Linked DNA regions of Mus musculus: regions 2, 3, 4, 5, 6 and 7 are each linked to region 1. The links are chromatin contacts, called in public Hi-C, HiChIP or PLAC-seq and promoter capture Hi-C maps. All regions are on one chromosome and are shown on one strand. The core of a region is the stretch at or near the end of the contact, and the rest is flanking DNA. Distances in the headings are between cores, read along the strand shown.

Region 1 (2,826 bases), core at 241-2,740:
ATGCAGGGCAGACTATGCGCAGTCGCCTTCCAGGGCACTACGAGTTTTAATTAGTTAAGCAAAGAAATCATCTATAATGACCGCCTGGTCGAGGGTGGGAACTGGAAGTAGCAAGCATAAAATTAGCATCCTTGCGTACTTTCCCCCAGCAATGCTCTTCAGAGACCCCATTTCGCTGCGCTAAGCAGACACCACCCAGAATGGAAGACCCGCCCGTCTCATCTTGTCCAGGTCCAGCTGTAGTCTGGACTCTCAAACTTGCCACCCCCAAAGCCTCTCAACTTAGTGCCAAGTTTCAAGTGGCATTAAATCCTTCTCAAGGCAATATAGGGCTCGGCCCCGCGTTCGACTCTGTCGGTGTGTCGCTCACTCACCGGCCAGGCGAAACTGAAAGGCAGTACGATGCGATTACGGTCGTTGCCACGGCTGGCCTTGAGATTGAAGGTGTTACCCCCGATGACAGGCGTAGACCCTGAGCCGAAGCTGCAGGGTCCCCCGGCAGTGACGCGGGACTGATACTCCTTGAGGCACACTTTGAAGTACGTATCACACTCGTCGCGGGTGCACTTGCGGTCGCCAGGGTTCCGGACTCCACCACAACAGTTCCCATTCTGTAGCTCTCCATTCACGTTCTGCATGGACAGGATCTCCAGCTCAAACTGACCCGAGGCCCCGCACACCTGCCAGCGAGGAAGGAAGGTCAACGCATGAGAAAGTTTTCTCTGAAGGTGGAGGTGGAGACTCCTTGACACCCCCCACCCCCAATACACACACCCCAGGCTGCCAAAGATCCTCGGTGGCAAGTGAAAATAATTTTGCAAAAACTAGGTTTAGGGCTCAACCTGGTTTGGGGGCATAAAAAACACAAGTGCGGGAAAACTAAGACAAGTGCCCCGAAGGACCGTGAGAACGTAATGATCGCATTTTGCCCAGCCTGGAGGAGTTTATCTTTCGAGGCCAGGGGCTCCCCTCTGGGGAACCAGCGTTCCCTCACCGGGTGCTGCCTCTCGGGTGAAAAGTCAGGGTCAGGGAGCCTTGTACTCAAGGGCTCCGGAACTTGCACTGGGAGCCACAGCCGCTCCCGTCCAGAACGCCACGAGGGAAGGGAGAGGACCGCGGGGAGCAAGAGCGGGAGAGAGACTCCTACCTTGGCTCGCAGGGCACAGAGCAGGGCGAGCAGAAGACTCAGGGGGCGCCCGGGCCGGCCGCGCGTCCGTGGGGACCGCATCGCTGCGCCGCGCGCCACGGGCACTCCGGACGCCGCCGCCGCTGCTAGCGCTGGTGCTCCCGCCGAGGCTGCCGTCGTCGCTGCCCCCGCGGCCGCCGCGTCCCGGCTCTAATATACTCCGTGGATTGGAGCATGCACGACTGGAAAACAACACTACTTTTCAAAAGCCCTTTCAAGAGCCGCGCGTTCCAGAAGGCAAAGAGCCCGGCCTCCTTTTATTATTCTGATCGCTTCTTTGAGGCGCTCCCCCCTCTTCCACCTCTCGGCTTTCTTTCCTTCTCTCGCGCTCCCCTTCTTTTATTATTATGATTATGCGCAGCCTTTTATTCCCTTTCAGATCAGCTGCATGAAACGCGGGGAGGGAGGGGAGGAAAAAAAAAAAAAAAACCTGAGCCTAGCTCGCCGGCCGGCTGCAGGTAACACAATGACGCGTGCCCGCCTGGCTCTCGAAGGGACCCGGAGCGCCGGTCTGGGAGCCGGGACTCCGGCTGGCCACCTCTTCTCAACACGCGGAACAAGGCGCATGCGCGATTGTTAATATTCATAAGGGGCGTGCCATCTATTGGGCACGCCCCTTTCCTCCGGGTTGTTGGGGAGGGGAGAAATTGAGAAGGGGTTGGAAGTTGCGGGACGGACCGGGTGGCATGGCCGCCCGAGGGGCCCCCACACGCAGATCAGTGTCCCGGGGAGCCCGGGCCAGGAGAAAGGAACCTGGAAGGACCGTGGAGGAGCCCATGGCTCTGAGAAGCCCAGAGCGCCTCCGCTGGACCGCCCCCTCGGTGCACGGCCTGGGCTCCCTTGCAAGCCCCAGGTGTAGGCGCCGCGGTACGGCCGGAGCAGTTGGGGCGGGCGGCTTCCGCCTTCGGAGCCGCCTGCGTCAGCTGCGGCTTTTGCCCCGGGGAGGAGGGCCTGCCCGCCGGGAACCCGGGCCGCTCCCAGCAAGCGAGCCCAGAGCCCTGTGCTGGCGGCGGCGAGACTGGCGCGCTCGCCGCCGTCTCCTCGCCCCGCAGAGGCGACCTGGGCAGACTCTGCTGGGAACTTTGAAAAACTTTCCCGGAGTCAGACTTGCCGCAAACTCGAGGGAAAGCCTCGGCCGCGCGCCATCCCTTCCCAAATCCATGTCCGTGGAGCCTCGGAGGGGCTCCCAGCGTCCTTTCCAGACCGCGCCGGGGCAGAGGCGTGGGGGAAGCAGGGGGAGTGGCCGGCGGGCACCCGGGGGCTCAGCCCGGACTTCGGGAAGGGCTTTCTGAGACGCCGAGGGCTCCGCCAGCCTCCAGCCCGGGCGCAGTGGCGGGACTGCACCTGTAGGCGGCCTCCGCGCTGCTCTCTGGGTGGCGAGACGCGGCCTGAAAAGAACCTAACCGCTGTCGTGGTCCACAGAACTTGGCTTCTCCTGGGTGGTGGTGGAAACCGATGCCATTTTCCACCTTGAGGCAGGCCTCGCAATTAGCAGCGACACTCCTGGTCATAATCAAGGTCAAAGGGAACCCAAAGGCTGGCTGAAGTCTCTGCCAGCTCCACTCCAGGCGGGTTTAAACGGAGCTCTTTAGGAAAACAGATTTCCATTAAAGGACGAAAAGGGTTTCTTAACTTGCGTT
Region 2 (2,943 bases), core at 440-2,939, 790 kb after region 1:
ACTGACTAGACCATCTAAATGGGAGAAGTCTGTGGGACCACAGATTCAGAGATTTCAGTATATCATAGTTCTAGAAACAGCTCTGTGGTAGGGACAGCTCTATCCTTGGCAGCAGGAATGTGCAGTGGAAAACAGGGGGCTGTTACCAGAGGAAGATGTATCCTTTGAAGTCCTGCTTCTACAGAAATACTTCCACAGCCAGGATTCATCTAAAAGCTGTGCAGTCTTCAAGATAGCACCACCAACTTGTAGTAAGCACTCACATGGGCCTGTGAGGGGCAATCCAGATTCCAGCCATAAAAGCTTGAGTCTGCCAGAACATGAGTCTTGTTTTTTCCATCTTCTTGGCACTGTGAAAAATAAATTTTGGTTGTTTATAAATCTTGGTTTTCTACTTGATGCTATTTTGTGATAACCAGTCTAAATGAACTCTTGTGGTTTATAGAAAATACTGAGAATAAAAGTTGTGAGAGACACAAACTGTGACTTCTCTTCACTGGGATTTCTGATTCGTTCATTTCCTTTTACAAATACTTTTGAAAAATATTGTTAAAAGCCACTTGGAACATGGTGTTATATAAACAAGTGAGTTCATCAGTAGATGTGCCTGTGTGGTTTGTGAGTGATATAGAGAGAAGTGAATAAAGAGACAGGAAGAGGGAAGGGAGGCAATTTGCTACTTATATTACAAGATCCAATTTTACCCTTGCAGCTATGTGTGAGAAAATGTGTTTTAGCCTAACCTCATATAGATACAAATAAGAGCTGGATTGCCTTCATCAATACCAATGGATTACTTTGAGGAGGAACAAGTTTTATCTGGACAGTGCCAACAGTTTTCCAGCTACATTTTTCTGACTATTTTTGTATGAATAATGTCTAGAAATGTTAGATTCACTTGTCTTGGACAGCGCAACTACATGATCCTTTGGCTCAGAACAGGGGAGCATTTAGGGCATGTCACACTTCAGATTCTGTAATCAAAACAGCCACATTTATCTGAACTTCATCCAAGAAACTGTATTTCTGCCTCCCATTTAAGTCTACCAAAGACCAATTTATGGCACACCATCTAGAGGTTTTGTTTTTTTCTTTAAAGATTCCCCACTCTTGGAATTTCAGAATTGAACCAAATCAATTTTCATGCAGTATCAATAGACCAAGAATTTACTCTAAACCCAATTAACTCTAGTCTGATAGTTTGGCCTGAAATGAGGACCTTACATGCACCTAACAATTGACAGCAGATCTCCCAGTTACACATTCATAAACCACTACATATGTAAATATTGTAAATGATTTTCCTTTGGAATATTGTGTGAGCATTATGGAATAATTATAACACTTTGATAAATATTAAAAATCTTTGAAAATGGAGATGAGTATAGAACAGTAAAGAACGTATATTTTCCCTCTATTTCTCAATAACTGTTAGCCCTAAAATATTGCTTTGCTTAAGAGTACAAGGGTCTACTCCCCACATCATTGTGCTATGAGCTTAACATTTCTCCTTCTTGAATCTTTGTAAGCCTTCTTATTTAGCACATGTTTGAATTTACCCTCCAACCCAGCTTTCGGGAAGCACAAATGTCTTTCTGGTTGGAGTTTCACCTTTACCTCTAAGTGCTTTGATTTCAGTTTTTCTCATCTCACCCTAGAGCAGCTTGCTTGTTCACAAAAAGTCTGTTCTTCAGCAAACAAATTAATGTTGTCAGCACTCACGTGATCTGTGACCACTCCAAGCAAGCATCTGTCTACTGCTGGCGCTCACAGCTTTGTTTCTATGAAAACTGTATCTAATAGAAAAGCACTGTACATCAGGGCCCCCAGAGGTGCTATTCATCAATATAACCAATGCTCTTACATGTTGTAGACACAGATGCTTGTGTTGTAGTGACTTCCCTCGAATCTCTTAAAGGGGAAAATGTATTTTTCCATTCTCCCTTTCTGCCTTTTTCCCTGCTCCTGGTAACTTTGAATTATACTTTTTTTTTTTTTTTGGTACTCTTTTTCCCATTAGGCAATCTAGTGGGTATAGATGAAAGCTGGCTATTTACTAAAAGTTTTTCTTTTGTTTTTGTTTGTTTGTTTCTTTAAACTTCACTGCTTTGGGAATTTCCACAGAAAAACTTTTTTTTTTTTTTTTTTGAGCCAGGAAGAAAACATAGATATTCGTTTTCATTGAAACTAAGAACTTAAATGTTATTTATTCCCTGTAAGGCAGGTCTTCATTAGAATATTCATTTTTGGATTAACACACTTATGATCAATCCTAGACATAGAATGACAATGGACTAGAAGAGAGAAGGAGAGAGAAAAAGTGTAGTGGAAAGGGAGAGAGAATAGAAGAGCAAAGAAGAAAAGAAGAACTAGTAAGAGAACAAATGAAGTTTAAGGAAGATTTGAAATTTGCTTGTAGTGGCCTTTCCCTAATAACCCAAGAGATATAAAGGGAGATAATAAAAAGTATTTTGTAGAAGTGATATATTCTTGACATATGGAGGGGTTCTATGTGCTAATCTCAGCTAAGGAAAATACAAATTACAGAGGCAAAACTCCTTGGCCGATAATAAGGGATTCCCAACCCAGTAAGTCCCGTCTGTGTCACCCAAGGTAGATCTCTGTCATTTTAACTGCCTTAAAGGCAATGCTGCTGGAGATGCTACCTTGGTTCTGAGGAAGAGCCACAAGGACACATTTTCTGACACCAGCAAAATTTCCAAATACTTTTCCAGGAAATTCTGCCGCTCTGTTTAATCAACTTTTAAGTCAAGAAACTGAAGATATTTTGTGATGACTTCTCTTGTACTGGGCCAGGATGTTGTTGCGATCCCTTTGCATTTAGTGGCAGCCAGTGACCAAAACAATAGTCTTCCTTCCTGTGCCGTCTTCAAAATTCCTTAATAGGAAACATATTATGCATTTCTTATGTGCATGTCTATG
Region 3 (2,966 bases), core at 267-2,766, 970 kb before region 1:
CAGTGTTTCAGGGCGGGGGTTCCAAGAGGAGATTCAGAAGATGGAAGGTGTGTCCTCTCATAGTCTGTTCCTGGGTGTTGCTCTAGTATTTAATGGACTAGAGCAAATAGAAGCAAAGAGCTTTAGAGTAAAAACAAACAAACAGACAAACAAACCGCACAAAAGCATGGTGATGTTCAAGCCTAGGAATGTTAAGTACCATCTAGGATTTGGGAAAGAAAAACCGAAAAGGGATCCGATCACTCTCTTTTGTTTTCAGTTGGAGGAGACAGCTGATAGTTGCTAAGCCCCGGCCTTGTTCTAGCCAGCTTCCTTACGAGTGGCTCATCCTCTCTGACACCAAATCTTGAAAACTTTGTCGACTCCTCTCTCTTCTTGACTTCTTCTCCCTCCCTGTTTGCTGTGTTGATTCTGATGTGAGCAGCTGGGCCAGTACTTGGTTGTTCCTGATGGCTGGTGCTCTCTGCATTCTTGGGTAGATACTAGAAAGCACACACTGTATCCAACTCTGCTCTGGTGAGCATGACGCCGAATCTCTGTGATTTCTCTACTTGGCTCTTGTTGTTTGAACTCACAGGGGATTTCTAGATGGTGCTGAAGTTTGCTCCCAAGGGGAAGTCTTTCAGCATTAGAAGACAGCTGTCCTACATAACTTTCTACTCCTGAGTCTTTGACAGATCACCACTGTTCTCAGCCATTCATGAAACTGCCTAAGTTCTGGATTATTTATCCTTGTGGTCACCTTCCCTCTGAAGCACCCATTAGACAGTGTCCCAAGATAAAAGTGATGCCTTCAGAGTTTGAATAACGTGGCAGGAGGTGGGTAGAGAGGATGAGGATGGAGCAGGCTATTTCCATCCTTGCTACTTCCCTTTCTCCTCTCCGTACTCTGTATGTGTAATTGTGATCACTCCCTTGAGCCCTTCCCCTCTGGGATGAATGGTTCAGTAAGGAAGAGCTCACATCTGACTCATTCACTGCTGTGTCCCTAGCACGTAGCGCTGATCTCAGGACACAGCAGCCGTGTGTCGAAACAACGTGACCTGAAATACAAAAATGGAAATTTGAATTCAAGCCTCTCCAGAAAGGCTGTTGAAGGCAGAAAGGATTCTGGGATCATTATAAGTCAAGCATGGTGCACTTCTTCATGTTCAGTCAGAACTACCTCTCTTGATCAAGATCAAATGGCCTCCTAGGCCCTGGAGAGTTAGACATTGGTAAGGTCTGGCTTGAGAGACATCTGAGCACAGATAAGTCTGGGAACCTGTCTGTGCTCCATTTGTGCAAAGATCCGCATAGATAAGCTTCTTTGAGAGCAACATGAAGACCTGTGAAACGGATTCAGGCATCATTGTTTTTCTGTCTGTACAGAGCTAAGACAAGACTGAAAAGTGTCTTTGTCCTTGATGCTCAGGGATAGTAGCAGGAACGGAGCTTCCTTTGTGTCTCAAGGGGCAACAAGCTGTCTGTCTTTGTTAGCCCACTACTTCCTAGGCATGGATTCCAGTCTGTCACCCTCTCACAGTGGGACAACCACATCTCAGATGGAGAAAAGAGATAGACTTAAGCATTAGTAGCAGTGTGAGAATCGCTAGGCGATTCCCACTGTGCAAATAGAGCATGTTTACACAGCTTTAGCTTGCACTGCTAACCCCATATCCATTTGTGTGTTATGAGCAGATGATAAAAAGTTCATTGCTGATGGAAATGTATCTGTGCTGTATATGTTTTATCCCAACTAAATGAAACTAGCAAGAGAGAGAATAAACAAAGGCCTAGGGACAAATTAAACCTGTACTCTCCAAAGATTGGAACATGAGAGTCACACAACAGCTTTGTACAAAAAGCAGCCAGAGCCTCTCTGATGATTGGTCAGTGTGAAGAGAGCTGGGACCTGGGCACTTTGGGGGATAGTTTAGGAGGAAGGATGAAGAGTAGGCTGGGATGAGACTTAGAACCTGAGAACTAAAAAAGATAGTTCAGAATCTGCAAAAGCAAAGCAAAACAAAACAAAACAAAACAAAACAAAACAAAACAAAAACCCACAAAGGATGGGAGTGCCTGCATAGACAAGACAGAGGTGCAGAGAAGGGAAGAACTGGTGAGTGGGTGGGAACATGATTTCAGAAATAATTGATATTAAATTCTCTGTGCTGAGAACTTGAGTGTGTACCTTAAAAACTTTATTGAATTCAGGACAGGAATGATCTTGAAACACCAGAAATAAAAACAAAACAGCCAAACAAGCTTAAAAGAACCACATAGCCTGGAAAAATTCCTTATTTTCCATATGTCCCATATTTCTTCCATACGTTCAGGAAATAAGGATGTCAGTGGGCTATTATCTAAACAACACAATGGCACACCTACACAATGGCACACCTACACAATGGAACACCTACACAATGGCACACCTACACAATGGCACACCTACACAATGGCACACCTATACAATGGAACACCTACACAATGGCACACCTACACAATGGCACACCTACACAATGGAACACCTACACGATGAGACTAGACTGGAAGAAACTGTCTTTGTCTCCACTCTGCTCTGTTCTACACCCCTCTCTAAGAATAGGAACTCTTTCTTACCTACTTCCAGGAAAGGAAGAAGTCAGAAAATATTAATGGTACTGTTATCTAAAACCTTGAAGCTTTAATGACGTGGAGTCCTGCAGGGAACACTGCTGGCAGATTTCCACTCCCTTTTCCTACTGGTTGAGTCTTTGTGGGCCACAGCTCCTGGCCATTGTCTCATTGTCTTGGACAGTTTTCTGTTGATATAGTGAAATGCCAAGCATGGTATATTTGAAGTTTCTCTCCCTCTCCCTGTCCCTCTCCCTTCCCTTCCCCCTGTCTTCCCCTCTCTCTCTCTCTCTCTCTCTCTCTCTCTCTCTCTCTCTCTCTCTCTCTCCTCCCCCAGATGAAACTGTTAGTGATCTTCTTGCTAGGAGAGT
Region 4 (3,149 bases), core at 486-2,985, 640 kb after region 1:
ATGCAAATTAAACTTGGTGAGCTGCCAGGGTGCATCAGCTAGATTGGCTTTAATTAGCAAAATAGTGGTGTGTATATAGAGGAATTAACATGCTCATCAAATGATGGCAAGAGTAAAAATGGTGTGTTCAGATTGTGAAACAATTATGTAGACCCTCAAAATATTAATTATAGTTACTGTACAACCCCAAGCATTAGTTAACTTTCTGTTTCTGGGTTGTAGTAATACCCTTGTAGAACCAACTTAGGGAATAAAGTGTTTGTTTCACCTTATAGTTCCTGAGGGGATGTGGTCTTCACTGTGGGGAAGGCATGCCAGCAGGACTATGAAGCATGGTGGGTGGACAGAATGCATACTGATCGCACTTCATTTACAGTCAGGAAATAGAGTGAGAGAAGAGGGAGTGGGTCAGACTATGAAACTCGTGAAGTAGGTCCTCCAACAAGGTTCTGCCTTCTTCCTAAGTAGCCCATAACCTTCCCAAATAGCAACACCAACTAGAGACAAAGTATTCAAATGCTTGAGCCTACTGAGGTTATTTCTCATTCAAGTCACAGCACTGCACAAGTGTGTGTGTGTGTGTGTGTGTGTGTGTGTGTGTGTGTGTGTGCGTGTGTGTATAAAGGCCAACCGATGACAATCAAGTGTCTTCCTTCATTGTGCTCCACGTTTTATTTTTTTAAGGCAGTGTTTCTCCTAACCCTGGAACTATCCCTGAGGTTAGCCTGGGTGGTCAATGAGCTCTAGGGCATTGCCTGTTTCCAACCCCTTGGCAGGCACTTGTGTTTCAGATATGTGCCTTCATTCCTAGCTTTTATGTGGTTATCCAGGGTGTGAACCCAGCTTCTTATGCTTGAGTGGCAGGCACTTTGATGACTAAGTCATGTCTTCAGTACCAGTGCCATTCTTAGATATGAAAAAACAGTGCATATGCATACACACATATTTACGAACAAATATTCCAGGTAGATTCAATCCCAAGTGTTCATTATTGAATAAGTTTATAATGAAATACTTAGATACATTGATTCTATGGGATATTTACTCCTGAAAAGGAAGAGAGCAAATCTATACAAAATATGCAGATCTGTAGAGACAGAAAGTTAGTACGTAGCTCACATACCTGTGCTTGGGAAGAAAGACGGGGAGTGCTTTGTAACAAATACAGGTTTTCTTTTGTGGTTCTGAGAATGTTCTAAATGTAGACTGCTTAATTCTATCTTCCTGGGCAAAGATAAAGATGTGGGAGATATATCTTTTAAAAATTACGTTCTAATTTGTCATTTTAAATGAATTATACAATTTATTAAATGAATTATACAACTAGTTCCTGAAGGTATGATCTTTCTTAGTACATTTACAAAGCAGTATATTTGAGAGAACAAATGGAAGGGTATTGCTTGGATAACTACCATGGATCTGAAAAAAACGTCATCTAGTGTGAGCACTTGTCAGTCTTCTGAAATGATGTAACTTGCCAAGTAAATGGAAGTACTTGCATTCTCCAATTCGCAAGCCAGATCATCTATCATCTTTACGTGAGTTTTCACTTGGGAGCGAATTTTACTTCCCAGATAGATGATTTCTTCTGGAACCTGGAGGGGATTATTTTCTTTTAAGACCTTTTGCAGCCTAACCTGGAAGCCTTGCCTGAGGGATTAGGAGATGGAACGCCACAGAACTGTTCTTCCTGAACTGTGCCCTCACTGTGGTTACTCCACACCCACATGGCAGACTTAGAACAAGCTCAGATTTCCTCTCCTGGTTTCTCTCTGGCACCAGTTGCGTTAAGGGAGAATCAGACAGGAGTGTCCCACAAAAGCTTTTCTGCCGGCCTCTGTGAGGGCTGAAGCCTGTCTGTGCAGGTTTCTCCATGGGGCTGGCCCACCTGTGGGGCTGGCTGGACCCTGAGTGAAGGGGAAAAGAGAGGGGCTGATCCAGTTTCCCAGCTTTGAAGTGAAGAATGAGCCCGAATGAAGAAGCTCCTGATCAAAGGCTGCCCAGGCTGCCTGGCGATAAGGAAGGCGGCATTAACTCTCCAGGGAGAGCCCAGGCAACTGAGGCCAGGTGGAGAGAGGGCTCCTAGCTCTCTGAATAGGTGCTTTTGTTCCTGCACCCTGGGACAGCAAGAACTATTTGAAGCAACTGCAACCAGCAATTTCTAACTCGGATTGGTTTATTGCGATGGCTTTCAAACTTTGATAGGCATCAGAATCACTTTGGGGGAGGGACGGGGGGGGGGAGGTGTTTCTGGAAACAGAGGCTTGGTTTTTCCCCTCAACACTGTCATTCCTTAGGTGTGTCTTTCTGTCAGTTTCTCACAGGTGATTTAATCGCTAAAGTTTAAAAGCCCAATGCAAGGTTTACTAATAATCAGAAGGTGAAAATTTTATTTTGAAGAAACAGTTTAGGGCTGGGTATGTGGGGTGTTAGTTTAGCATGTGTAAGACCCTGGATTGGTCCCAGAACACACACACACACACACACACACACACACACACACACACACTATAAACACATTGCTATTTTTACATAATTTTTACATATTAAACACACTCAAAAATAAGAGGCTTTATGTTTAGTCAGTGTAGTCTACCACTCAACTGGGTAGGATGGCAATTCCTCTGTGTGTATAAAACCCTTTGTTAACATTTCAGACACTGGGCTATGTGCTATGGGTGGAGATGGATAACACAGTTCTGTTGCCAAGAGCTCAGCATCCTGCTGAGGAGACAGACATGTAAACAAAATAAATGAAGTATTAGAAGAAGAATGTGAAAGGCTGTTCCAGCCCAGGAAGACAATGACTAACTCCCGCCTGGAGGGTGGGAGAGGGCAGAGGCTTTCCCAAACACTGGAGCTTGGAGGCTAGTCTAATGCTGAAGATCAACTTGCCTCCCTGGCTGGAGAAGTGCAGGTGGCCTGGCACAGGAACGGGGAGATTCCAGTCCTAGGGAAAGGCCTGTGCAGACTCGGGTCTTCAGAGGCCTGGGGAGATTTGTTATGGCGGGATTCACCAGCAGTTGGTGATGGAACCGCTGAAGATAATGTGGACGAACAGCCTCGATATGAAAGGACCTGTCATCCCCAGGAAGGCAGCTGGGGTCGTTTTCAGGCAGGAGAACTCAATGTAAGAGTTCAGCTGCAAT
Region 5 (3,162 bases), core at 606-3,105, 760 kb after region 1:
CACACTTGACTGCAATAGCCTGTATCCTTATCTGCAAAGAGTTCAAAATAGCTGCTTATCTCTGAGGTTCAAGTCAAATTGGTTAAAAAGAATGCTCTGCAAACTGTGAAACTCTCAGCAAGTAGGAGAAGGAGTCACCATTAACTACCCCCTTTAGCTACACAAAGGCTCTGAGAATTTTTCAGATGAATCTGTGTGATTAATCTAAACATGAATCCTGGTTTTCTGTCCTAGACTAGTCATTTGTCTCTCTGATCTTTCTGAAGGGATTTGCCCAAGATGACGAATTCCTATCTTTGACATATAGCCCTGTAAAGTTAGAGCCATGCTGCAGACTTGGGAACAGGCCCAAAGATGAAGGTAAGAAGTCATTTTTGCTGATGCCATTCCACAAGGAACATGTTATGTATAACAAGAAATTGGATTCGTGAATATTGCACTCCTGGGAGCGTTTAATGAACATGTGAAGTATTATTATATAGGCATATTTGAAAACTTAGTTTTAAAAGCAGAAATACTGATTATCCATATGTGTTCTGTGGGGAAAGTTGCAAAACTAGAAATGGCTTTGTAATAGTGTTTATCCATAGAGTAGTGGGATTAGGTGAACAAGTTGAAAATAAATTAAATAAAGATTCTCAGATTATAGTCTTTGTGGATGCACACACGCGCGCGCGCGCACACACACACACACACACACACACACACACACACACACACACACATCTGGAAGTCAATTCAGAGTTAGCTTTCTAGGTCTATGTGTAACGTATACTTGAATTTAAGCAACGTACAACAGATGATATAAAAAAATATTATGTCTCAGGGCTTGGGAGGTAACTGGAGAATTAAGAAAACTTGTTCTTTCAGAAGGACTGGATTAGGTTATCAGCAACTACAGTGGTGGCTTACCTTCAGCTGTAACTCCAATTGTAGGGAAATCCTGTGCCCTCTTCTGACTTCTTTGAGCACCAAGTAATTATATGATAAAATTACACATAAAAAACAATTCTGTGATAGTATATGTCTCTATGAAATGCATGCAGATTTTTCTTGTTATTACTTTCTAAACAGTGCAGGGTAACTATCTGTACAATTTGTAACCAGTTATGTAGTATAAGTAATGTAAAGGTTACTTAAAGCATATGAGATGTGCCTTGAGTCTAGATAAACACCATACTATTTCATAAAAGAAACTTGACCATACACAGAGTTTGGGCTCTCTGAATGGCTGTGGAACCAGTATCCTGTTGATACTGAAAGACTGCTATTCATATAAAAGGCAAGAGCAGAACACCATATACTGTAGAGGCTTTCATGGGGGAGCGAAAGGTTTCTTACCCAGGAGTGGGAGAGATCTGAAAAACCATGGCACACTCTCAGGAAAAACATTCAAACAGTAAACTATATAATAGCCTTGATTAAGAGACATTCTTACGACTACATCATTTATATAAAAAGAACAGATAACTGTTATGCTTTAAATCACCACTTCTCTCTGAAGTTTGTGGGTGACAAATGCTTCGATTTAGATAGACATCTGTGCAAAGGTTTAATAAAAAGACTCAGAAAGAGTAATCTATTGCCTGAAAGTTCATTGAAAACACACACACATATGATTTGAGGGATTTCTAGTTTTTAGCCAGCATACTTCAGAAAGCCATGGAAACCTTCTGGTTAGGCCATTCTTGGAGACGTGGCATTGTATTTGCTCCTAAAATAAAGATGGATTTTTCCCTCCTTTTCTCCTGGGGCTTCAGAAATGCTTGGAAGGAACAACTTCTCAGAGGCCATATGCTCTACCCACGAAGGAAGGTCTACACTGACTAATACACTTATAAAATGTCCATGTAAATCAAGTGAAGGCAGCTCTTTTCTTTTTCCTTTCCCTTCCCTCTGCCTTGTTTCATTTTATGACCACTGGCAAACTGATGCCGGGACAGGTTGAAATGCCTTTCAAGTACTTTTGATGACCACCATGAAAACAAACTGCTTTTGGCCCTTATGTAGACATGGTGTCTGAGAGCTGTTATAGTCAGTTCTTACCCATGACTCTTGAAGCTCCCCAACATTACACCAAGCAGCCCAATTCATAGCCTCATGTACCCACAAGATTCCTTAGAGTATCTTTAAGATCCTGGATCTTATAAAACAGCTCTTGCTCATAAAAGCACACACAAACTAACCATTGTTGAGTGTTTTTTAAATAGAATCAGGAATGAATCTGTGACCTTGTGGCCCTGAGGTGGGAACACTATCTATAAACTTGCCCAGACGCTCTGCCTGTCAGTAGGACATTTTCATTGAACAAAGGTATAAAAAAGAAAGAGCCAGGATAAGCCAAAATTTCTTACATGCCACAGCTCACACTTTATTCATTTTAAACCTTGTTAACATTTGCTAACAAGAAAGTTAAGAACTTTAAGCTATTAAAATAGGAATGTCTTGCTAACTAAATAAATATATGTGTGAACCCTGGGTTCTGCTCCTTGCTATGGATCTACTCAGGATCGTGCAAAGGGGAAAATAAAAAATAAAAAAAGGGGCCTAGCTTTGGCTTGTAAAATCTCTAATAAGTCCTTGGAGCTTTCCTTCCTTGCATGTTTCTCAGAGTTTCTGTTGATTTCCTTATTTGCAGGATTCAAACGGGCACGGGTAGTTTCGTTAACCGAGAGTCCAGTAGAGAAGATTTTAAAGTGTTGGAATCTTATCTTTAAAGATCCCAACAAGAACACAGAAATGAGAGAGTGACATAAGTGCCAGGATGATGATGCAAGTCAGTATTTGGATCCCGATACACAGTGGACTTCCTTCTTTCCTATCTTTTCATTAACTTCCATCTGTGTGTGTTTTCTGGGGGCTTGTAAACTGCTTCCTCTCTTTGGTTTCCTGTTCCCACTCTGGCTTTTGTTACTTCCTTATAGTAAACAGCTTCCTTACTGACCAGTAAACAACATTACTGCTTGCATTAGTTTACTTATAAATCCTTCATGAGAAAGTGAGGTTTGCCTCAGAAGATTTGGTGTTAGTTTCTTCAGTATTTTTTTTTTTGTTTTCTTCTCCTCTTCCCCTAGGTTTACCTTCCTCTAATATGAAGATTTCAAAGAAATAAACCTAATATATTGGAAGTAATAATGTAGAGACTGAACATGAAAATTTAAG
Region 6 (2,982 bases), core at 327-2,826, 740 kb after region 1:
CCTTTTCATCCTTCTTCATTTAGCTGGTCAATTTTGCTTTCTAGTTTCCTGTCTCAGGCATTCCATTCACCCATAATAACACATTGCAGTAACCCAGCACTAGGCTCTTCATACTTATTTCCAAGAGTTTAATTTTCTTTAATGACTCCCTCATATATATGCTCTATTTTCTCTTCAGTGTCATAGGCACAGTATTTTTAAAAAAATTAGTGTGAAACATAATTATATCATTTCCCTTGTATCCTTACCTTCCACCCCTTCCTATGTCTCCCCTTACTATCTCTTGAATTCATGGCCTTTTAAATTTTTATTATTAATGTTGCATATACATACATATACGTAGCAATATACATATACACATATAAATACAACATGTTGAGTCCATTTGATGTTGTTTATATACAGATGATTTCATAAATGACCACTTGGCACTACATAATCAATTAGGCAGCTCATCTCTATTGAATACCAATTCTCCTTCTCTCAGCAAACATAATCACAGTCTTAAAGCAAATACCTTTTACAGAGAGATTGGTCTACCAACTTGTGTGGCTTTGTGTTCTTCTTCCCATTAATATGACACGTTATCTGACCAAACTGATAGAAAGAAATAAGTTATTTGGGTTCATGATTTCTGAGGCATTGTTACAAGTGGCTGTTTCTGAGCTCATGTAGGTAGCCACAGAGGGAGATAGGGAGAGGCAGAGTTGAAAGATCCACAATGGTCTACCCTACTTTTTCTATTCATCCCCATATCCTCAATTTTCTACAATCTCCCAAAATAACACAACCAGTTTGTCGGAAGACTTTCTAGCACAGTAGTTGGGGTGGGGAGTAGAGATGGGATAGCTCACATAGAAAATAAAGGTAAGTAGAAATACCTAAGAAATCTCTCCTTTCCTATAATTCTCTATTTCCACCCAAGAGTATCATTTTTTTTGTAAATTAGTTTCTCTTTTTCGTTCTTATGTTTCTAATTTCAGTAAATCTATATAGAGTTTGAATTACTAATAAAGTTCACTTTGGCATCTTCTTTCCTTGACATTGCATAGCGTGAAATAGATTACTTAATTTACACTTCATCAGTAATCAGACAGTTATTTTAAATTAACGTCTTTAATTTAATTTCTCATGATGAAAAGAAGACTGTTCATGACGCTTGGGCCTGGCTAAGCATTCCTGAACTTTGGCTTAATGACCAGTTTTCTCAAACTACAAAACTTTAACATTTCACTTCTTCACCAGAGTGCATTGGCTTTCCTGGGATGCTGAGGAAGGCTTTCACGACCCCAGAATGCAACTATTAGGAGTATTTATTGTACTGCTTACACTTGGTGCACGCCCTTCCACGCAGGAAGAGAGACCTTTTAAAGCCCCATCAAGTCTGCAGGTGTGCCAAAGGCTCCTGCAAACAGCAGGAGCAACCTTTATAGCATTTCCTCAAGACTGCTCCGGATCACTTTTCAGCACGTAAAACCGGATTTTCATTAATGGCACTAATGACAAGCTAATGGGGACAGACAGCACACCCAATGCCAGGGGCAGAGCAAGAGAGGCTGCAAAGAGGCCAGCCCGAGATGCGTTAAGATGAAATAGCACCGGCTGTTGATACATTTCATTTCTTCTCAGATACCTGGCAGGCCCAGGCCCCTCTTGTTAAATGGGCTCCTTTGGAGGCTCAGGGTGAGTAGCTCAAGTTACAATTTTTCACATAAGGACAAAATAGAAGGCAGAATAAGCTCAGGGTTCAGAGGTTTGCAAGCTGCAGCTGTTACTGGCAGGAGATTCTAAAGAATTATGAGCTGACATATTACCCTGGACATGACTGGGCATTGACCCATCAGCTCTTTCTTCTCCCAAGAGTGGTATTCAAGGCTACTGTTTGACACCAGAGTCACTGAGGACCCTATTAAAGCAGGGGCCCCACCACAACTCGTCACTTTTAAAAAACACACAGTCTTTTCTATCTGGAAATGTAGGAGAACAAACACAGGCTGCTGCTCTTTCTTGTTGGGATAGAGTTCAGGTAGTTGGAGATTTCTGATCCCTAACCCAGTTCTTCAGTAGGTCACCACAGTGTGCAAACAGATGCAGTAAGCACAGGGGAAACAGAGAGACTTTTTCTTATTTTAAGACCCAACAGCACAGGAAAATGCACACCTTCCATAATTTCCAACTCACTTAGATGTTCTTAGAGAATGCTTGGAGAAGTGCTGACCTTTAAAGCTTGCTTGAGTATCTGCAATATCAAAAACAATTAGCAGAATACTTCCCACAGGCAGAGGCGTACAATTAAAATTCATCTAGATGGGCGTGGCAACAGTGACACCAGCATATTCATTTTGTACCCATTTGCTTAAGTCAGTCAGCACACCAGAAAAGCCTCGTCTTTCTTGTTCTTATCAGCATCTTCCTTTTTCCAGACAAGGAAAGTGATGTAGGGGAAAGTTGTGCAACTTGCCAAGAACTACACAAGGGCTTGAAACAGAGCCAGAACTGAAAACTTGGTTCTTGATTTTCCATGCAATATCTTTCAGTCTCATGTTGCCTTTCTGGAAAGTCCCTTTGAAATGTGTTTGCTACACAGATTGCGTAGCCACTGTAGCCTGCTTGGTAGTGTAAGGGTTTGGGTACCATTCTACCATTAGTAGCTTAATTGTCCTACTTAATGGTCCATCTGACATTCTCTTGGGTGTCACATCATTTCTTACACAGGCCCCAAGCTAAAGGGACGGTTGCCAACTTTATTCATGAGACTTCACTTAGACCCACAAAGGATCTAACAGAATATTCTGATAGTTCTGTAGAACTGTGTTTTGTTTTCCCTTTTAATTCTTGAGTTATGTAATTATTCTCAGTTTTATGCCATGCATTGTTAATCAAAGGTTGTCTTGTTCATATTTATATCATCAAACAACTATGAATTCTTTGACATTCACTTGTATACAATGCTCATTTTTATGTCAGTGTAGAGTATTGCAA
Region 7 (2,855 bases), core at 6-2,505, 590 kb after region 1:
AGGCAGAGCAGCCGGTCACATTCGAATACTGTGTCCTCTGGATTTGGGGGCAGAGAGGGACTGGCAGATCCAGGCAGAAGGAGTGTGGCTAGAGTTATAGAGACAGCCTATCAACAGCTCTCCTGCTCAAGGCATACCCTTTCCTGCCGCTCCCCACGGAATCTGTGCACGACCCCCAGCATCTTTCCCAACAATCAACTCCCCATAAGAAGGTAATCATCTTATGGCAAATTGGAGAAGAAGAAAAGACAGTCTAAGAAAATGTTAGGATAATAGAAAACTCTTCAGTGTTGTAACCATCTGGTGCGTTGTGCTAACAAAAGGGGTGATAATTGAGTGCCCAGTAACTTCTTTTGGTCCTAAATAATGGTCACTCACCCCGATTTGTGTTCTTCACAAGAGTAATTCGCCATCATTTCACACCGCATCTGCACCACATCTCTGCTCTCAATGGCGCCTTACATATAAGTTACCACACTTAATTAACTCCACATCATTCTCTTACAAAGAAAAGTTTGTGTGGAGGCCCGAGTGGCAAAGAATCACAAATGAGACTTTAGTGATACTTGCTTTGTGGAATAAATGGAGATTGATGGGAGCTCAAGCCACCAGGGGTTGGCTCCTGGTTGGGGCAGGGTAGAGATGTGCCCCACAGCTTTAGGTTGGGCAACAGCTGTGGATAAGCTTAGACAGGCGGCCTTGTGGCCATGCTTGCTCTGGGAGGGATGGGAACCCATTGTCCCATAATCTCGCTTTTGAAATTGTGCTACAATTGATTCGATCTGATTTCTAAGGTACTGTCACCAGAGCATCATTAAACGTCTTTTAAGAAACCAGAGAATAGACTAGATCACCAAAGGCGGCTTTGTTGGCCTCTTCGCAGATTTTCTTTAACATGTGCTCCTGTCACCCCCTCCTCAGACAGAAGGGATGAAGCCTGCAAGTGCAGAACAATTAACGTGGGTAATTTTAGTTTCTCTTTAATTAACACCCCAAAAGTTATTGCAAAAATGAAAGCAATAATTCAAAAACAGGAGCTTTAAAATCTTGTTTCTTCGTGGACTGAGAATAATGTTTTCACACTCTTATGGCTAGACATAAAACTCACTAAAATGATCACTAGCTGCTAGTGCTGCTGCTGCTGCTGCTGTTGCAGCGCACACACACACGCGCACACACACACACACATTCTTGTGCGTGGGCATGAGCTTTCCTCTACAAATGGATTAAAAGGCTTAAAAGGTGTCTCCTCTAGAGGCGGTGTGAGCAACAGCCAGCCTGGCAGCTTGAGCCTAATGAGGACATTAATCAGCGGAATAAAGACGAAAGGATGAAAGCAGAGATTCTTCCAGTCTCCCAGTTATCTTACTTATAAGCAAATTAGCAACTCTTTATCCTCTCTTTAAATGATAAGGAGGGAGCCACTTTGGGGACATTTAAGATATTTCTCACAATAAGTGTCAAAATACCCAGAAAGCTCCCGGGGGTCCACCTCCCACACACAGAATGACCTTCATTTGTTTATCTAAATGCTGACAAATTGCAGTATTTTAACAGCCTATCTGTAGGCTTGGCTTCATTTGCATGGTGTGCCCCCTATCTTTGAGTGGATAATGAGGCTCAACATAAAGCCCCCATTGAATGCTCCACAGAGCCCGACAGTGATGAATACTGAGCTGGAGAATTAGGTGCTGTGGAGAAGAATATGCTATTGTGTGTAACCCCTATCCTTTCATCTTTCCTGCTGCTCACTTTCAGGTCTTTCAAGGAAACTGCCTCTGTCCCCTTCCCCCCCACCTCCTAGTGTCTTTTACTTCCCTTTCACTCTGAATGGGCACCATCTTCCAAATCGGCAGCTCAGCCTCGCAGCTATTTTAGTGACTCTAATTATGATGCCCTCTTATCCTATGAAATGCTAGAGGTTTCCTTTCACGGTGTGAGCCACTGAGAAAAGCCATAAGCCATTGTCCCAGGAGCATTTGGTCATCCACCCACTGGATTCTCAGATCCTCGCTTTTGCATTGCAGAATCCAGCCACCTTCTGTCCGAAACAGCCAGCTGCTGTCACCAACAGAGTCTTCACAGAGTACACCCTCTGGGCAGAGATAGTGTTTAGGAAAGTTAAAGAATCTGGCGATTTGAATTTCATTAGAAGTCTAGTATTGTGAAAACACATGCCTGGCCTTCTGTAGGTTCATCTGATACTGCTTATATTTTTTCAACCAACTGAGAGAATATTTAGCATAGTTGCAATGAGCTATGCAGCATGGACAGTCTCTCTGGGGAAGAATGAATGCTTTCCCACCCTAGAAGGCATTCCTTAATGTGATAAGTGGGCAAAGCTTTTGGTGATAAAACAAAAGACTTTCAGTATATGTTTGGTAAGGTCCTGGAGAAGGATAGAGACGGAAGACTGCTTCATCTTCAAAACAAAGAGGTCAGGAAAGCTAAGAAATGTGTCCCAAGTCACAAGGGGACTCTGTGAAGGAACCTTGTCCCTAGCTGAGGGCTGGAAGAGGCAGGAGCCAGCTTTTTTTTTTTTTTTTTTTGGTAAATTTCCTTTTGGGCTGGTTCATCATGCTTATTTCCCTTTCTGTGGGCAAGGATCCTTGCCAGTTTAGTTTTAATAGGCAAGACTATTTACAAAGATGGATGGTAATTCCTAGACCTCTGCATCTTCCCACTCAGGTTGCTGGTTCTAGGATATAGTGCCCCTAATTCTCTAATTCTAACAGTAACTCTTACGCCAGTAACTCTTCGCTTTTAGTAGCTTTCCAGGTTAGCTGGCCATGTAAGCACAGCCTCGAATTCTGGCTTCTTGAATTCCCTTACTCCGCTCAGTGAGGCAGAGAAAG

What was found. Promoter capture Hi-C pulls out the DNA fragments that hold promoters and counts their contacts. A called contact is a pair of places that touch in the nucleus more often than the background predicts. HiChIP or PLAC-seq counts read pairs in DNA pulled down with a chosen protein or histone mark.
Region 2: a promoter capture Hi-C map of second pharyngeal arch cranial neural crest shows a contact between it and region 1. The contact joins the enhancer-like site here to the promoter of Jag1 in region 1. A contact is called at or near these places in 4 of 39 promoter capture datasets (cranial neural crest, frontonasal cranial neural crest, maxillary cranial neural crest and 1 more) and 8 of 115 datasets of contacts at active chromatin or transcription factors (acute myeloid leukemia, astrocytes, craniofacial prominence and 4 more).
Region 3: a Hi-C map of stem cell-derived motor neurons shows a contact between it and region 1, with 6 times the contacts expected there. The contact joins the enhancer-like site here to the promoter of Jag1 in region 1. A contact is called at or near these places in 4 of 39 promoter capture datasets (the 3T3-L1 cell line, cranial neural crest, frontonasal cranial neural crest and 1 more), 1 of 15 datasets of contacts at CTCF or cohesin (the NIH/3T3 cell line), 8 of 484 Hi-C or Micro-C datasets (brown adipocytes, cerebellum, cranial neural crest and 4 more), 6 of 115 datasets of contacts at active chromatin or transcription factors (the NIH/3T3 cell line, astrocytes, embryonic forebrain and 3 more) and 1 of 9 other capture datasets (embryonic stem cells).
Region 4: a promoter capture Hi-C map of cranial neural crest shows a contact between it and region 1. The contact joins the enhancer-like site here to the promoter of Jag1 in region 1. A contact is called at or near these places in 12 of 39 promoter capture datasets (the 3T3-L1 cell line, the C10 cell line, the HPC-7 cell line and 6 more), 1 of 15 datasets of contacts at CTCF or cohesin (the NIH/3T3 cell line), 1 of 484 Hi-C or Micro-C datasets (muscle stem cells), 14 of 115 datasets of contacts at active chromatin or transcription factors (craniofacial prominence, embryonic basal ganglia, embryonic forebrain and 10 more) and 1 of 9 other capture datasets (embryonic stem cells).
Region 5: an H3K4me3 HiChIP or PLAC-seq map of embryonic limb bud shows a contact between it and region 1, with 6 times the contacts expected there. The contact joins the enhancer-like site here to the promoter of Jag1 in region 1. A contact is called at or near these places in 5 of 39 promoter capture datasets (the C10 cell line, cranial neural crest, hippocampal neurons and 2 more), 1 of 15 datasets of contacts at CTCF or cohesin (the NIH/3T3 cell line) and 5 of 115 datasets of contacts at active chromatin or transcription factors (embryonic hindbrain, embryonic limb bud, embryonic stem cells and 2 more).
Region 6: an H3K4me3 HiChIP or PLAC-seq map of embryonic limb bud shows a contact between it and region 1, with 5 times the contacts expected there. The contact joins the enhancer-like site here to the promoter of Jag1 in region 1. A contact is called at or near these places in 6 of 39 promoter capture datasets (the 3T3-L1 cell line, the C10 cell line, cranial neural crest and 2 more), 1 of 484 Hi-C or Micro-C datasets (epidermal suprabasal cells), 8 of 115 datasets of contacts at active chromatin or transcription factors (astrocytes, cardiomyocytes, embryonic forebrain and 5 more) and 1 of 9 other capture datasets (embryonic tail).
Region 7: a contact with region 1 is called in a Hi-C map of neural progenitor cells, with 2.1 times the contacts expected there. The contact joins the enhancer-like site here to the promoter of Jag1 in region 1. A contact is called at or near these places in 10 of 39 promoter capture datasets (the HPC-7 cell line, cranial neural crest, embryonic stem cells and 6 more), 7 of 484 Hi-C or Micro-C datasets (cortical glia, embryonic fibroblasts, neural progenitor cells and 2 more), 23 of 115 datasets of contacts at active chromatin or transcription factors (the NIH/3T3 cell line, bone marrow-derived macrophages, cardiomyocytes and 16 more) and 3 of 9 other capture datasets (adipose tissue, embryonic stem cells and pancreatic islet).

Annotation. Positions count from the first base shown.
Region 1 is chr2:137,115,030-137,117,855 of GRCm38.p6, forward strand. Jag1 (jagged 1) reads right to left here and starts at 1,491. Exons shown (of 26, transcript NM_013822.5): 1 at 1,148-1,491; 2 at 375-680. The coding sequence starts at 1,228.
Region 2 is chr2:137,906,437-137,909,379 of GRCm38.p6, forward strand. No RefSeq gene overlaps it. Among named protein-coding and RNA genes, the nearest start is that of Gm14062, 31 kb to the left of the region's middle. Within about 2 kb of position 1,690, at least 1 of the 459 cell types and tissues checked has an H3K27ac peak or open chromatin away from gene starts, as enhancers often do. A contact at or near this core is called in second pharyngeal arch cranial neural crest, where this site is marked.
Region 3 is chr2:136,150,000-136,152,965 of GRCm38.p6, forward strand. All of the region lies in intron 3 of Pak7 (p21 (RAC1) activated kinase 7), which reads right to left. The region is part of intron 3 of Gm14218 (a long non-coding RNA gene); the gene reads left to right. Among named protein-coding and RNA genes, the nearest start is that of Gm14218, 14 kb to the left of the region's middle. Within about 2 kb of position 1,517, at least 11 of the 459 cell types and tissues checked have an H3K27ac peak or open chromatin away from gene starts, as enhancers often do. A contact at or near this core is called in stem cell-derived motor neurons, where this site is marked.
Region 4 is chr2:137,754,661-137,757,809 of GRCm38.p6, forward strand. No RefSeq gene overlaps it. Among named protein-coding and RNA genes, the nearest start is that of Gm14064, 93 kb to the left of the region's middle. Within about 2 kb of position 1,736, at least 45 of the 459 cell types and tissues checked have an H3K27ac peak or open chromatin away from gene starts, as enhancers often do.
Region 5 is chr2:137,878,341-137,881,502 of GRCm38.p6, forward strand. No RefSeq gene overlaps it. Among named protein-coding and RNA genes, the nearest start is that of Gm14062, 3.1 kb to the left of the region's middle. Within about 2 kb of position 1,856, at least 3 of the 459 cell types and tissues checked have an H3K27ac peak or open chromatin away from gene starts, as enhancers often do. A contact at or near this core is called in embryonic limb bud, where this site is marked.
Region 6 is chr2:137,852,240-137,855,221 of GRCm38.p6, forward strand. No RefSeq gene overlaps it. Among named protein-coding and RNA genes, the nearest start is that of Gm14062, 23 kb to the right of the region's middle. RefSeq lists an enhancer at 91-2,602. Within about 2 kb of position 1,577, at least 8 of the 459 cell types and tissues checked have an H3K27ac peak or open chromatin away from gene starts, as enhancers often do. A contact at or near this core is called in embryonic limb bud, where this site is marked.
Region 7 is chr2:137,704,981-137,707,835 of GRCm38.p6, forward strand. All of the region lies in intron 5 of Gm14064 (a long non-coding RNA gene), which reads left to right. Among named protein-coding and RNA genes, the nearest start is that of Gm14064, 43 kb to the left of the region's middle. Within about 2 kb of position 1,256, at least 55 of the 459 cell types and tissues checked have an H3K27ac peak or open chromatin away from gene starts, as enhancers often do. A contact at or near this core is called in cortical glia, embryonic basal ganglia, neural progenitor cells and 3 more, where this site is marked.